Regions from separate parts of the Hordeum vulgare genome. Here regions 2 and 3 are each linked to region 1. Evidence: chromatin contacts called from public Hi-C data. All regions are on one chromosome and are shown on one strand. Each heading gives the region's core, a stretch centred on a gene start, on an enhancer-like site or on the middle of the called end of the contact. The rest is flanking DNA. Distances are from core to core; before and after follow the strand shown.

Region 1 (3,995 bases), core at 592-3,091:
GGGCAAAAATGGTCATAGTTTGTAGCTGAGATCAGGTTGTTGCAACCAGTAACATTTAAACCGCTGATTTTTACTGGAGATATACTTCTCTGGCTTGAAAACCGGTAGCCAGAACAACCCGCAGCGATATGACCTAGCTCGAAGCAGATAAAGCATCTAGGCCCATTGATACAAGAATTTTTGCAGTGCCCCATACTGAAACACGAAGTGCATGCAAGTTTGAACTTACAAATGACAGAAATAATCTCTGATTTTGAATACCCCACAGAAATCAGTTCACGAATGTCTTCCCATTTGATGTCTGGCATATATGACATAAGTTGACGAGTTCTTCCTTTGAAAAACCTCTTTCACATAGGTGAATCTAACACTTTAAAAGATTTCAATTGAAAAAGTTCGAAAAAGCACCAATTTTAACTGAAGAAAGCTCATCAACATGGCTTTGCGTCTTAGACGAGGGATCCAACTGAGAATCAATGGAATGTGTAATAGGAGGATCTCTATAAGATGATGGAGAAATGTTGGTTTGAGATCCCATCTCCTTAAGATTTTCCTTTGAAAGAGAATTTAGCCATGATTTTGCAGCTCCATTGATCGAACCAGAAGCATTTGTGGACCGACAAGTTGAGCCAGCCGCCACCGGAGGACGTTGATGTCCATGCACGCCATTAGAGATGAAAGCTGGAACATTGCGTAGGTATTTTTGCTTTGCATGGGATCTGCCTCGAGGAGAATTCCAGTTTGGATCTACAATGCGATCAAAAACCGAGGAGGAGATGGGAGTACCTCGAAACAAATGGAAATTAGAGTAGAACTCCGGAGCCGAAAAACCCACCAGAGAGTGAATGAAATGCCCCACACAATTTGATGAAACGGAGAATCTGAATCTGTTATCACTTAAAATTTGAACGTCCAACTTCTTAATATTGCCACCCAGGCAAGAACATAGAGCCATGGCAACAGACTCCACATCCAGACGGAAGGAGGCGAATTTGAATGCCACCACCAAGAAGAAAGCCGAAGAAGAAAGAGATCCATCGAAGTGGACCGGAGATTTGAACCGACAATGCACCTGTGCAGCCACCTTCTGGCCATAGGAGAAATCCCATGCGATGAGAGAATCCATCCTAGTAATCTAGTAGGGAGATCCATGGAGATCACCGGCGATGAGAGTGGCTAGGAGGTGCCGTGGGTGGAGGGGAGGGTGGTGGGAGGAGGAGTCCATTTTTACGCGGATGTCATTGATGATTTTATTTTAAAGAATACTAAAAAAATAATATTGTTTAAATACATATTACGCAATGGGAGTTGAATAGGTTTGGTTTTTTATATATCCAATTATTATGTAAGATACTATAATATATATATTATAAAAAATTCTACGAAATATATATACATTATAATTACTCGTTAGTTAATTTTTTTTATAGTGAGATAGGGCCTTTTTTTACTTTAGCACATGGACTTGGATTTTACCGGCCCGGCCCTCATGGAGGGAATAGTTTGTTTTTTTATAAATCGGGTCATTTCGTATTTGTTTTTTTTCTCTTAATAAAATCTTCAGAGCTCCTCCGTAAAAAGTTAATACGTCAGTGCTCTAGATCGCCCTGTGGAGACCTGAATGCGGTAGTTTTTGATGGGCAGGGCACTGCTGCTGGCTGCTGCCAACCCACGGAACTTCCCAACCCACACACCCCCTCCCGTTTACCAGCTCACGCCCAGAGAAGAGAAAGAAACGGAAACGGAACGGGGACGCAAAGCCTCTCTGCTGTCCCCGAGGACGAGAGGGTGTGTGTGGAAGTGTGGAGTAGAGTGGACTTTGGAGTCTGGCTCGACTCGCGCCTACTCCGCCTCGCATCAGATCACATCACATCACATAATTGCTGCTGCTTCTGCTTCGAACCACTCGAGTCGTTACTCCCCCCTCCACTCCACTCCGCTCCTCCCCCCTCCCCAGATGGTTTCTCTCTGACCTCTTGCAATTGCTAGGCTGAATCCATGGGGAAATGCTGCCTTCTGCCCCTCTTCCTGACCCTGTCCTCGCTTCTCTTGCCGGCCGGGGCGGCGGCGTGCCACCCGGACGACCTCCGCGCGCTGCGGGCCTTCGCCGGGAACCTCACCGCCGGAGGGGACATTCTCCTCCGCGCCGCGTGGTCCGGTCGCGGCGGCTCGTGCTGCGCCTGGGAAGGCGTGGGCTGCGACGGCGTCCGTGGACGCGTCACCAAGCTTCGGCTCCCCGGCCGGGGGCTCGCGGGTCCCTTCCCGGGAGACGCCCTTGCCGGGCTCCCGCGGCTCGCGGAGCTCGACCTCAGCCGCAACGCTCTCTCCGGTGGCGTATCCGCCGTCGCGGGCCTCGCCGGCCTCCGCGCCGCCGACCTCTCCGCGAATCTGCTCGTCGGCTCGATCCCCGACCTCGCCGCGCTCCCGGGTCTGGTTGCCTTCAATGCCAGCAATAACTCCCTCTCCGGCGCGCTCGGGCCCGACCTATGCGCCGGCGCGCCGGCCCTGCGGGTGCTCGACCTCTCCGTCAACCGCCTCACCGGCTCACTCCCCTCGTCCGCCAACCCGCCGCCCTGCGCCGCCACGCTCCAGGAGCTCTTCCTCGGCGCAAACTCCTTCTCCGGCGCCCTCCCTGCCGAGCTCTTCGGCCTCACCGGACTGCACAAGCTCTCCCTCGCCTCCAATGGGCTCGCCGGCCAGGTGACCTCGCGCCTCCGCGAGCTAAAAAACCTCACCCTGCTGGATTTATCCGTCAACCGCTTCTCTGGTCGGCTCCCGGACGTGTTCCGCGACCTAAGGTCGCTAGAGCATTTCACCGCCCACTCCAATGGCTTCTCAGGGTCGCTACCGCCATCGTTGTCGTCCTTGTCATCCCTACGCGACCTCAACCTCCGGAACAACTCCCTGTCCGGTCCAATTACTCATGTCAACTTCTCTGGTATGCCACTGCTTGCTTCTGTTGACCTCGCAACAAACCACCTGAATGGAACACTCCCGGTTAGCTTGGCGGATTGCGGTAACCTCAAGTCACTCAGCCTTGCCAGGAACAAATTGATGGGGCAATTGCCCGAGGATTACGGTCGTCTCAGATCGCTCTCCATGCTCTCCTTGTCCAACAACAGCTTGCACAACATCTCAGGGGCGCTTACCGTGCTGCGCCGGTGTGAAAACCTCACTACACTGATTCTCACCAAGAATTTCGGCGGTGAGGAGCTGCCTGACATTGGCATTGGGGGTTTCAACAGCCTAGAGGTGTTGGCTCTTGGCGATTGTGCTCTAAGGGGAAGGGTTCCGGAATGGCTGGCTCAGTGCAGGAAATTGGAGGTGCTTGATTTGTCCTGGAACCAATTGGTCGGCACCATCCCGTCGTGGATTGGTGAGCTTGACCATTTGAGCTACTTGGATCTCTCAAACAATTCATTGGTGTGCGAGGTACCCAAGAGTTTGACAGAGCTGAAGGGCCTTATGACTGCCAGGAGTTCGCAGGGTATGGCTTTCACTAGCATGCCATTGTATGTGAAGCATAACAGGAGCACAAGTGGACGGCAATATAACCAGCTCTCGAATTTCCCACCATCGCTGTTCTTGAATGACAATGGTCTGAATGGGACCATCTGGCCTGAGTTTGGAAACTTGAAAGAGCTACATGTGCTGGATCTGAGCAACAACTTCATGTCTGGGAGCATTCCTGATGCACTCTCCAAGATGGAGAATTTGGAGGTCCTTGATCTATCCTCCAATAATCTTACTGGATTGATACCGCCATCCCTGACAGATCTCACTTTCTTGTCTAAGTTCAGTGTGGCTCACAATCATTTGGTTGGGCCGATCCCAAATGGAGGGCAGTTCTTCACCTTCACAAACTCCAGCTTTGAGGGCAACCCAGGTTTATGCAGGTTAATTTCCTGTAGCCTGAATCAGTCTGGGGAAACTAATGTTAACAATGAAACACAGCCTGCAACAAGCATCAGGAACAGGAAAAACAAAATACTTGG
Region 2 (3,995 bases), core at 644-3,143, 450 kb before region 1:
CGGAGGGAGCCGAGGGCGAAGGACGCGGCGTCGTCATATGCTATGTCGGTCTTCAAAATCCCTAAAAAAATTGTAAGTGAATTACAGATGCGATGGCGCAATATTGGTGGGGTGATGATGCTACCCAAAAGAGAATGCACTTTGTTTGCCTGGTGGAAAATGTGTGTACCAAAGAAAGAAGGTGGAATGAGGTTCAGAGATATACACAATTTCAATCTTGCTCTATTGGCCAAACAAGCTTGGCGCTTGATAGATAATCCCAAGTCTCTTTGTGCCACAATACTTCGTGCGAAATACTTTCTTGATGGCGACTTGCTTAATGCCACTTTGAAGAAGAAGGAGTCCTATACATGACAAAGCATTATGGAAGGAGTGAATACACTAAAGCTAGGATATGTTTGGCGAGTTGGAGATCGACAAAATATTAATATTTGGTTTGATGCATGGATACCATAGTCCCATCTAGATTGTCGGTGGGTGGGAGGGGCAATCAATTGCTCTCTAAGGTGGCTGATTTGATATCTGATTTGATATTCGACCACAGGTTAATGGATTATACAACTAGTTGAGCAGATTTTTTGGCCGGTGGATGTGATTTGTATCCTCTTTATCCCGCTACCATCATATGATATGACAGATTTTGTTGCTTGGAACCTCACAAAAACTGGAGCCTTTTCGGTTAGGTCGGCTTACTATGCAGTATGGAATGATAAATATTTATCAAGGGCTGCAACATATCGTCCTAGTCCGTGAATATAAACCCAATTTGGGATGTTGTGTGGAAACTGGGTTACCCTGCCAAGGTGGATTTTTTCCTTTGGAGAGCTCTTCATGGTACCCTGCCATGCCGTTGTAACCCTAGCTGATAGACATATGAAGGTAAGTACAAAATGCCCAGCCTGCGAGTTGTCTGAGAGCGTTAAACATATGCTTTTCCAATGTCAGAAAACTAGACAGGTTTGGTTGGGTTTGGGATTTGAAGATGCTATTGAGCATGCTTGTAAAGTGGATCATGTGGGCGAGGCGATGCTTGAATATCTCCTTTGTCTTCATGCAGACGAAACACGTGTCCTTGGGCAAGTTAGATCAGACCATCTCATGGCTGTTGCGGTCTGGTACTTATGGTGGGAAAGAACAAAGTTGGTACACGACGAGCAAACGCAGCAACCTACAAATAATCTCTGCTATCCGAGCTGTGACATACAACTTTTCAGCAGCCTATAAGCCTAAGGCAAAGGTGAAAAGGATCATATGGACTCGCCCTAGTGCTGGCTTTGTAAAACTTAACGTGGATGTTGCTTATGATAGTGATTCACTCCGAGCCATTGTGGGTGCTGTATTACGTGACAGTTCCGGAAAGTTCTTGGCGGCAGGGAACAATAATCTAGGGGTTTGTGTGGATGTTCTCATGGTTGAAGCTACTGCTCTTCGCTTTGGTCTGAATCTTGCCCAGTCATTCGAATGCTCTAGGTTAATCATCAATTCTGATGTAATCGCCGCAATGCAAGATGGTGGTACTTTCTCGGGATTGTGTGCTGCTATTTTCGACGATTGTTATCATATGGCTCGATCTATCACAAATCCACTACAAACAATGTCATAAAGAAGAAAATTATGTAGCACATGAATTGGCGAGGATTGCTAGGTTTTATCCACGTGGTACCTGGTTTGATGAGGCACCTACTGCCATTGCCCCTGTGCTTGTAAATGATGCTATTTTGATTGCCACTTAATAAAGGGGTTTGCATTTTTTGTTGTTGCAAAATGGTGCGAGTAAAAATAAGAAATGGCCTCAAGTGGCTAGCCCACCAAGGGCCCGAAGTTTGACCCAACTTGCGTTGCCTCAGCCCAGCAGCCCGCTCAACAGACACCATCCCCTCTCCCACAGCGACGGCGCGACCACCCCCTCTCACTCTTTTCTCTACCATCCTCGTTGCCGTGGCGGCCCTCCCCTCCCCACCCTCCACGCCGCAACCAAAACCCTAAACCCTAGCATCAGCTCCACCGCGCCAGCGCCGAGATGGCGGACGCGGTGCAGTACCGCCTCGAGCGGATGTCCGATGAGCTCGACGACCTCGAGCGCCGGGGCCTCTTCACCCGCGCCGAGCTCGCCGAGGTCGTGCGCCGCCGCCGCGACTTCGAGTTCCGCCTCCGCCGTCACTCCCCGCGCAAGGCCGACTTCCTCGACTACATCGCCTACCTGCTCCGCGTTGACGCGCTCCGCGACCTGCGCAAGCGCGCCATCATACGCGCCACGCCCAACCCTACCCACTCCGACGAGGACAAGGACACAAACGAGGATGGCAAAAAGAGGAGGAGGAAGAAGAAGAAGTGGGCCAAGTCCATCTCCGACTTCGCGGGAGTCCTCCGCGTCCTCGACGTCTACAGGATGGCCACCGTCAGGTTCAAGGGCGACCTCGACCTCTGGTTCCGCTACCTCGAGTTCTGCCGCCAGAAGGGCCACGGCCGGATGAAGCAGGTACGCATCAAATACTTACCTGGCCACAATAGGGCATCAAATAGTTGTGTCCGCGAGGATCAAAGTTGTCAGCTTTTCTATGTAGAGCTCTTCCTGCAGCAACTAATTCGTGGGAAATTGTAGTATTTAGGACTGCAGCGTGGGCACATACAGTGAGGGGTTATGATTGGGTTTCGTCATGCTTGTTTTTCATCGCTGCTGAGTTGCCCTTGTTCTTGACTTGAAAAGTTAAGGTATTAAGTAGCGGGCTAAATAGTTTAGCGGCGGCCTTCCCAGAAGCTATAATAGCTACAGCGAGCTAGAGGAACCTAAACTATCTAGCGGTTTGTAGAAAAAAACATGTCATATATGGTCTAGAAATCAGGAATTTCACCACATTTAGATGAAACAAGGAGGACGAGACAGAGTCGAAGACGAAGGGGAGAAGCAAGTCCCGCTGCCGAAGATTGAAGTCGCCGCCTTCGCTTCCTCTGATCTGATTCGCCGCCGCTGCCAAGAACTGATGTTGGGTTTGTCCTACCGCTAGAGGTGAGCGAGTAAGTGTGTGTGTTTGTGTGTGTGTGTGTTGGGGGGGGGGGGATGCATGATTTTGTACCATCCTGGGTCGGCGGATTTTGGTCTTCCGCCATCTCCACGCCTATTCCTCCCTGCACCGCCTCGTATGCCATGCGCCCTTCTGCACTTGACTCAGCCTAGCTCGCTGGAAACGGCATATTCGAGCGTTCCTAGTTTGGGCTGCTTTAAGGTTCGTGAGAGTGCAAGCCTGTGTATGGTATCAAACGCGTTTTTCTTGCACCCAGTGGGCCAAATGCCTCCCCAATAGATGGATCTAAGCTGCTAAAAACAACGAACACACTCTTACAACCGGGACCCACTCGTCCAATCCGTCCACGATGCACCAGAGAGCTACATTTCTAGGGAGCTTAGTATATTTAGAGATGTAAATTTGTAAACTCATAAATATTTGTCATGGTGTCAGTGAAGGCCAGAGTCCTATGTGGGCACTCACTGCTAGTTGCAGCCTCAGGTGTAGCAGCCGCAGTATGCAGCCTCCTCAGACCCACAGTCTTTTGGGTGCAGAAGAGAGGGGAATGGTTAGTCTAGTCTTTCTAATCATTGGTGCTGGTTTATCGATTGTGTTTTGGGCCGCTGCATGATGGAAACTGGCGCGGGCTTCTTTTCTAGCATTCTGACTGGCAAATTTGGAATAGCGGCGCTAAGCTCCTCCAACTGCTATGGTATTTAGCAGAGGTTAGCCGTGCTTCAGTGGGCGTAGCTGCAGTAGCAGTAGAAACCGCATCGCTGTAGCGGGAGCTCGTCTAAAATGTTATACAGGTGCTATAGCCCGCTATTTTTCCATGCTTGAAACTATGCGATTTTGGGATGAGCACAAACATTTGTTTATGTTTGGGAACTTTGGAAAGTTGAGATGGCTTTCTGAGCACTTTGTATTTGTGAGCCTAGAAATTTAATGCCAATGTAGGATGTGCATTGTAATTTTGGGTGAATATTTATG
Region 3 (3,995 bases), core at 655-3,154, 260 kb before region 1:
TGCGGGCTTGTCCTTGACCCTGTTGCACTTGATGCAAGAGTTTGTTGGTTCCTCGCTTCCTTCCTCAGCACCTTCGATCCCAACGACTTCATCTCTTCGTGTATGTTGCTCTATGCGTGTAGGTATGGCTCCTCTAAGGCGAGGACTCAGCTGGGGGCGGGGATGAGTATCTCTGATGGTAGTTCGTGCCTAACATCTATTCTAGGTCTAGGGTGAGCTTATCCATCTTTTGATGGCATGGCGTCCATCGAGCCAGGATGAGGGGCAGGGGTCCGCTTCGGAGATGGTTTCCGGGTGGTTGTTTCTGCTCACCTCTCTTGTGTAGATGAGGGCATGCTCCCTCCCTCTGTCGGGTTTCATCTTCTTCAGGGTTTCATCTTCTTCAGGGTTCCGCTCCATGTATGATGCACGTTGCACGGCATGGAGCATCACCGACATCAAGCAGGGCTTTGTTTTTCCATTGTGTTGTAGTGCTTGGTGTAGTTGATGTTTGTAAGCTGTCAAGTAGCCATGTTTTTTTTTCTTTTCTCTATAAGGTGTTGTGTGATATTATTATTGGCCGGTTCATGACTTTGTTAATTCAAAGCCCGCCTTTCTGTCAAGCCTTCGTTCTAAAAAAACACGTCCCTATAGTAATCGAGCTTTGACATATACCAACTAGAAAGAAAAAGGGAAATTATGCGCATTGCATCGCCATTCCTTTAGGTGGACCAAAAGAAGGGAAAGCATTGCAAGATGCTGAAGCTAGCTATTGATGCCATGACAACCAATAAAAACGCCATATATAAAAGTGTGAGAATCGGTTCTTCTAGGTAATAATCAAATGGATGTACGTAGTAGCCAGAAAGTAACCTCTCACGCTCACGCATGGAGATGCGCAATCATGTGCACATCACCAACCCCAACCCGAACAGCGACAAGAAACCACCCACCCCATCATCACCAACCACACCACTACACCGACCAACGCCTCACGCCCAATCAAGATCTATTCCGTTGTATGTATGGACCCCACTCGCACCCACTCAGATTCATGGTGTATCGAAATCGAGCTGCTCACCAAACGCAACCAGCCAGAGCTACAAGGACGGCGGCTACCCACGCGTTGGCCCACCCGTAAGGTACTGCTCCCCTCAGCGCCGCCGCGCCCGATGACGACTTCCCGGTGGCCCCGCCGGCCGTACCGCCGCCGCCCCCGTCGATGGGGGAGACTGGCGCGTTGGCGTCGATGGTGGTGGTGCCGTTGAGGGCGGTGGTGTAGACGTCGAGCTCGATGGTGGCGTCGGCGCCTTTCGAACTGTTGGTCTTCCACAGCACGTACCCCGTCGCCATCCGGAACTTCCCCGTGCCGCCCACCACGGAGAGCTCCCGCGTGGTGGTCATGATGTCGTCGCGGCCGATGACGGCGAGCGTGCTGCCGTTGTAGTCCCCCGTGGTGAGCAGAAAGTTCACGCACATCATCAGCACCATGCCCGACTGCGACGACATCATGTAGAACCCCTGCGCGCGCCCCACGGGCGCCGACGTCGGCGACGAGGTCTCCGTCAGCGCGTCGTCGATGACGGTCGTGTCGCCGAAGGCCATGCCCGGGAAGGCGTTGGACGACGAGGCCGGGCCCTTGATGATCTGCACCGCCGTCGGGTTGCTCCCGGAGACCACGTCGTGGAGGAAGAAGTGGAGATGCGTGTCCGCCGCGCAGGTGGTGAGCAGGAGGAGGGAGAGGAGGACAGCGGCGTGAGGAGCCATGATAGGATAGCGGGTGGATTCTGCTAGTGAGAGTGAAATCTTGGAGCTTGAGGTGGTGGATTAATAGATGGATAAAAGCACGGAGGTTGGTGCAGACTGCACACAAAGGGATGGTGGAATGACTATCGCTAGCTTGGTACTTTAGTTGGTTGTTGTGAAATAGTTAATCAGAATACCATATTAAAGATATTAGTATACGAGCTACTATGAGGATGCTTGATACGTTTTAGTTTCATAACTAAAAGTAATGAGACTAAAACTTGCTAGTCTCACCCATGCTTGGATCCAAAATACTAAATAAAACTAAAATCAAGTTAATGAACATTTATTATCCTCCAAACCCTTCAATCCAGAACTTGCATGAGGAGTTAAATGAGGAGAGAGAAGACTAATGCACATTCTAGTAGGGGTACCCCTGGCTAAAAGATTTTAGCCTTAAGACTAGTTTTAGCCTTTTTTTAGTCAGGGGTGCTTGAAACTTTAACTTCTTAAAGAGACTAGTTTTAGTCAGACTAGTTTTAGTCTCTTGGATCCAAACACCCTTTAAGAGCAACTCTAGCACAATTATCGTAAATGGCTCAGATCCTCCTAATAAATGACAATATGAGATTTTGGATAAAATTGAAACCAAGAGCATCGGCAGCCGGACCGGGGAATGGGCAAACACGGCCCTTATATGTTGTGTGGACACGTTCGCGGACGCATTCGGAAGACTTTCATGTTTTGTTCCTCGCATTCACATCTTCAATTCAGACTTTAAAATCCATGCAAATCATGCACGTCGATTCTGTGTTCTCAATTTCGTCGACAAAAATGAATTTAGGCCGAATTTCAGTCATCCCGACCTCGGGCAACAAATATCTATCGGCTGAAAAGAATTATTTTTGTCAACTTTGACAAATTTTGGTCAAATTTCAATCAAATTTTGATCAAATTTCACCCGAAGTTTTTGAAAATGATCGAAATTCGGCCATCTCGGCCTGGGGCGAGAAGAATTACAACCCGAAAACCAAAACAGCGCGTCGATCACACAAGCCATTGTCACTCGTAAATAACAAATATAGGTATCGTACATAAATAGTGTTACATCAAATTTATTTTAAGTGGACAATTAAACATTTGCTTTTTAGATTTGATTGTGGGTTCACATATGTTTTACAAGATCATTAAGTAGTTACGCGTGCACCTCGTGATCTCGGAGATTCTAATGCATATGCACAAAGTTCATAAGTTGAGATGCATGTGGATTTTTTGGGATTTCAACTTGTTCTTCCGGTGCTTCAAAGTTATTGGTTTGGGCTACATCATCACCCTCGTCCTCGACAATCATATTGTGCAAAATAACACAACATATTATGAGCTGCCACGAAGTTTTTGATTTCCACATCATTACAGCCTCACAAACAATTTCTCCGACAAGCTTGAAGCATTGTGAATGCCCTCTCCACGTCCTTCCTAGTTGCTTCATGCATTGATGCGAAGTGCTTTTATTTTTTGCTCCCTGGTTCGGATATGGTCTTCAAACGCAACCCACTGAGGATAGATGCCATCGGCAAGATAGTATCCCATGTTGTAGTCTCGGTCGTTGACGATATAGTTGAACAGCGGTGATTCCCCATTGCAAAGCCTCCTGAACACCGAAGATTGTTGAAGCGTGTTGATGTAGTTGTTATAACCCATCATTCCAAAGAAAGCATGACAAATCCATAAGTCATGTGATACCATCGCTTCCTGTATGATGATGGCCTTTTTGATGTGACCTTGATACGTTCCTCGCAAACCTTTGGGACGGTTCTTCCAACCCAATGCATGCAATCGATTGATTTGAGCATTCCTCGAAACCATGTGGCCTCTCCAATAGCCAAAAACTTCTTTGTGTCCTGTGCATTTGGTTCTCTCATATACTCTGTACCAAACACCTCCACCACAACACGAGCAAACTTGACAGTAATCTTTAGGCATGTGCTCTCCCCCATCCTAACCATCTCATCAGCGACATCTTTAGCAGTAACAAGTTCAAGAATTCTCACAGCAGCCATGCACTTCTCCTTGACAGAGAAAGAGAGTCGACCACATAAATCCATTGTGAGCTTAAAGTAGTCATCGTGTGCATCCACTCCGTCCACAATGTCCAAAAATGGTTTTCGCATGCGAAAAGGACGACGAAACCATGGATCATCACGGAAAGTTGGGTTCAAAGCAAAGTGGTCCTTCTCTAGTAGCTATGCTCCGGATACCCTGTCCCGATT

The links. A called contact is a pair of places that touch in the nucleus more often than the background predicts.
Region 2: a contact with region 1 is called in a Hi-C map of seedling, with 3 times the contacts expected there. The contact joins the promoter of LOC123426368 here to the promoter of LOC123426367 in region 1. A contact is called at or near these places in 1 of 6 Hi-C or Micro-C datasets (seedling) and 1 of 1 datasets of contacts at active chromatin or transcription factors (embryo).
Region 3: a Hi-C map of seedling shows a contact between it and region 1, with 2.2 times the contacts expected there. The contact joins the promoter of LOC123430123 here to the promoter of LOC123426367 in region 1.

What each region holds. Positions count from the first base shown.
Region 1 is chr2H:383,051,367-383,055,361 of MorexV3_pseudomolecules_assembly, reverse strand. It overlaps LOC123426367 (phytosulfokine receptor 2), which reads left to right and starts at 1,841. Exons shown (of 1, transcript XM_045110178.1): 1 at 1,841-3,995. The coding sequence starts at 1,999.
Region 2 is chr2H:383,496,911-383,500,905 of MorexV3_pseudomolecules_assembly, reverse strand. LOC123426368 (U3 small nucleolar RNA-associated protein 6 homolog) reads left to right here and starts at 1,893. Exons shown (of 6, transcript XM_045110179.1): 1 at 1,893-2,479. The coding sequence starts at 2,021.
Region 3 is chr2H:383,315,027-383,319,021 of MorexV3_pseudomolecules_assembly, reverse strand. It overlaps LOC123430123 (dirigent protein 1-like), which reads right to left and starts at 1,904. Exons shown (of 1, transcript XM_045114026.1): 1 at 766-1,904. The coding sequence starts at 1,746. The coding sequence ends at 1,057.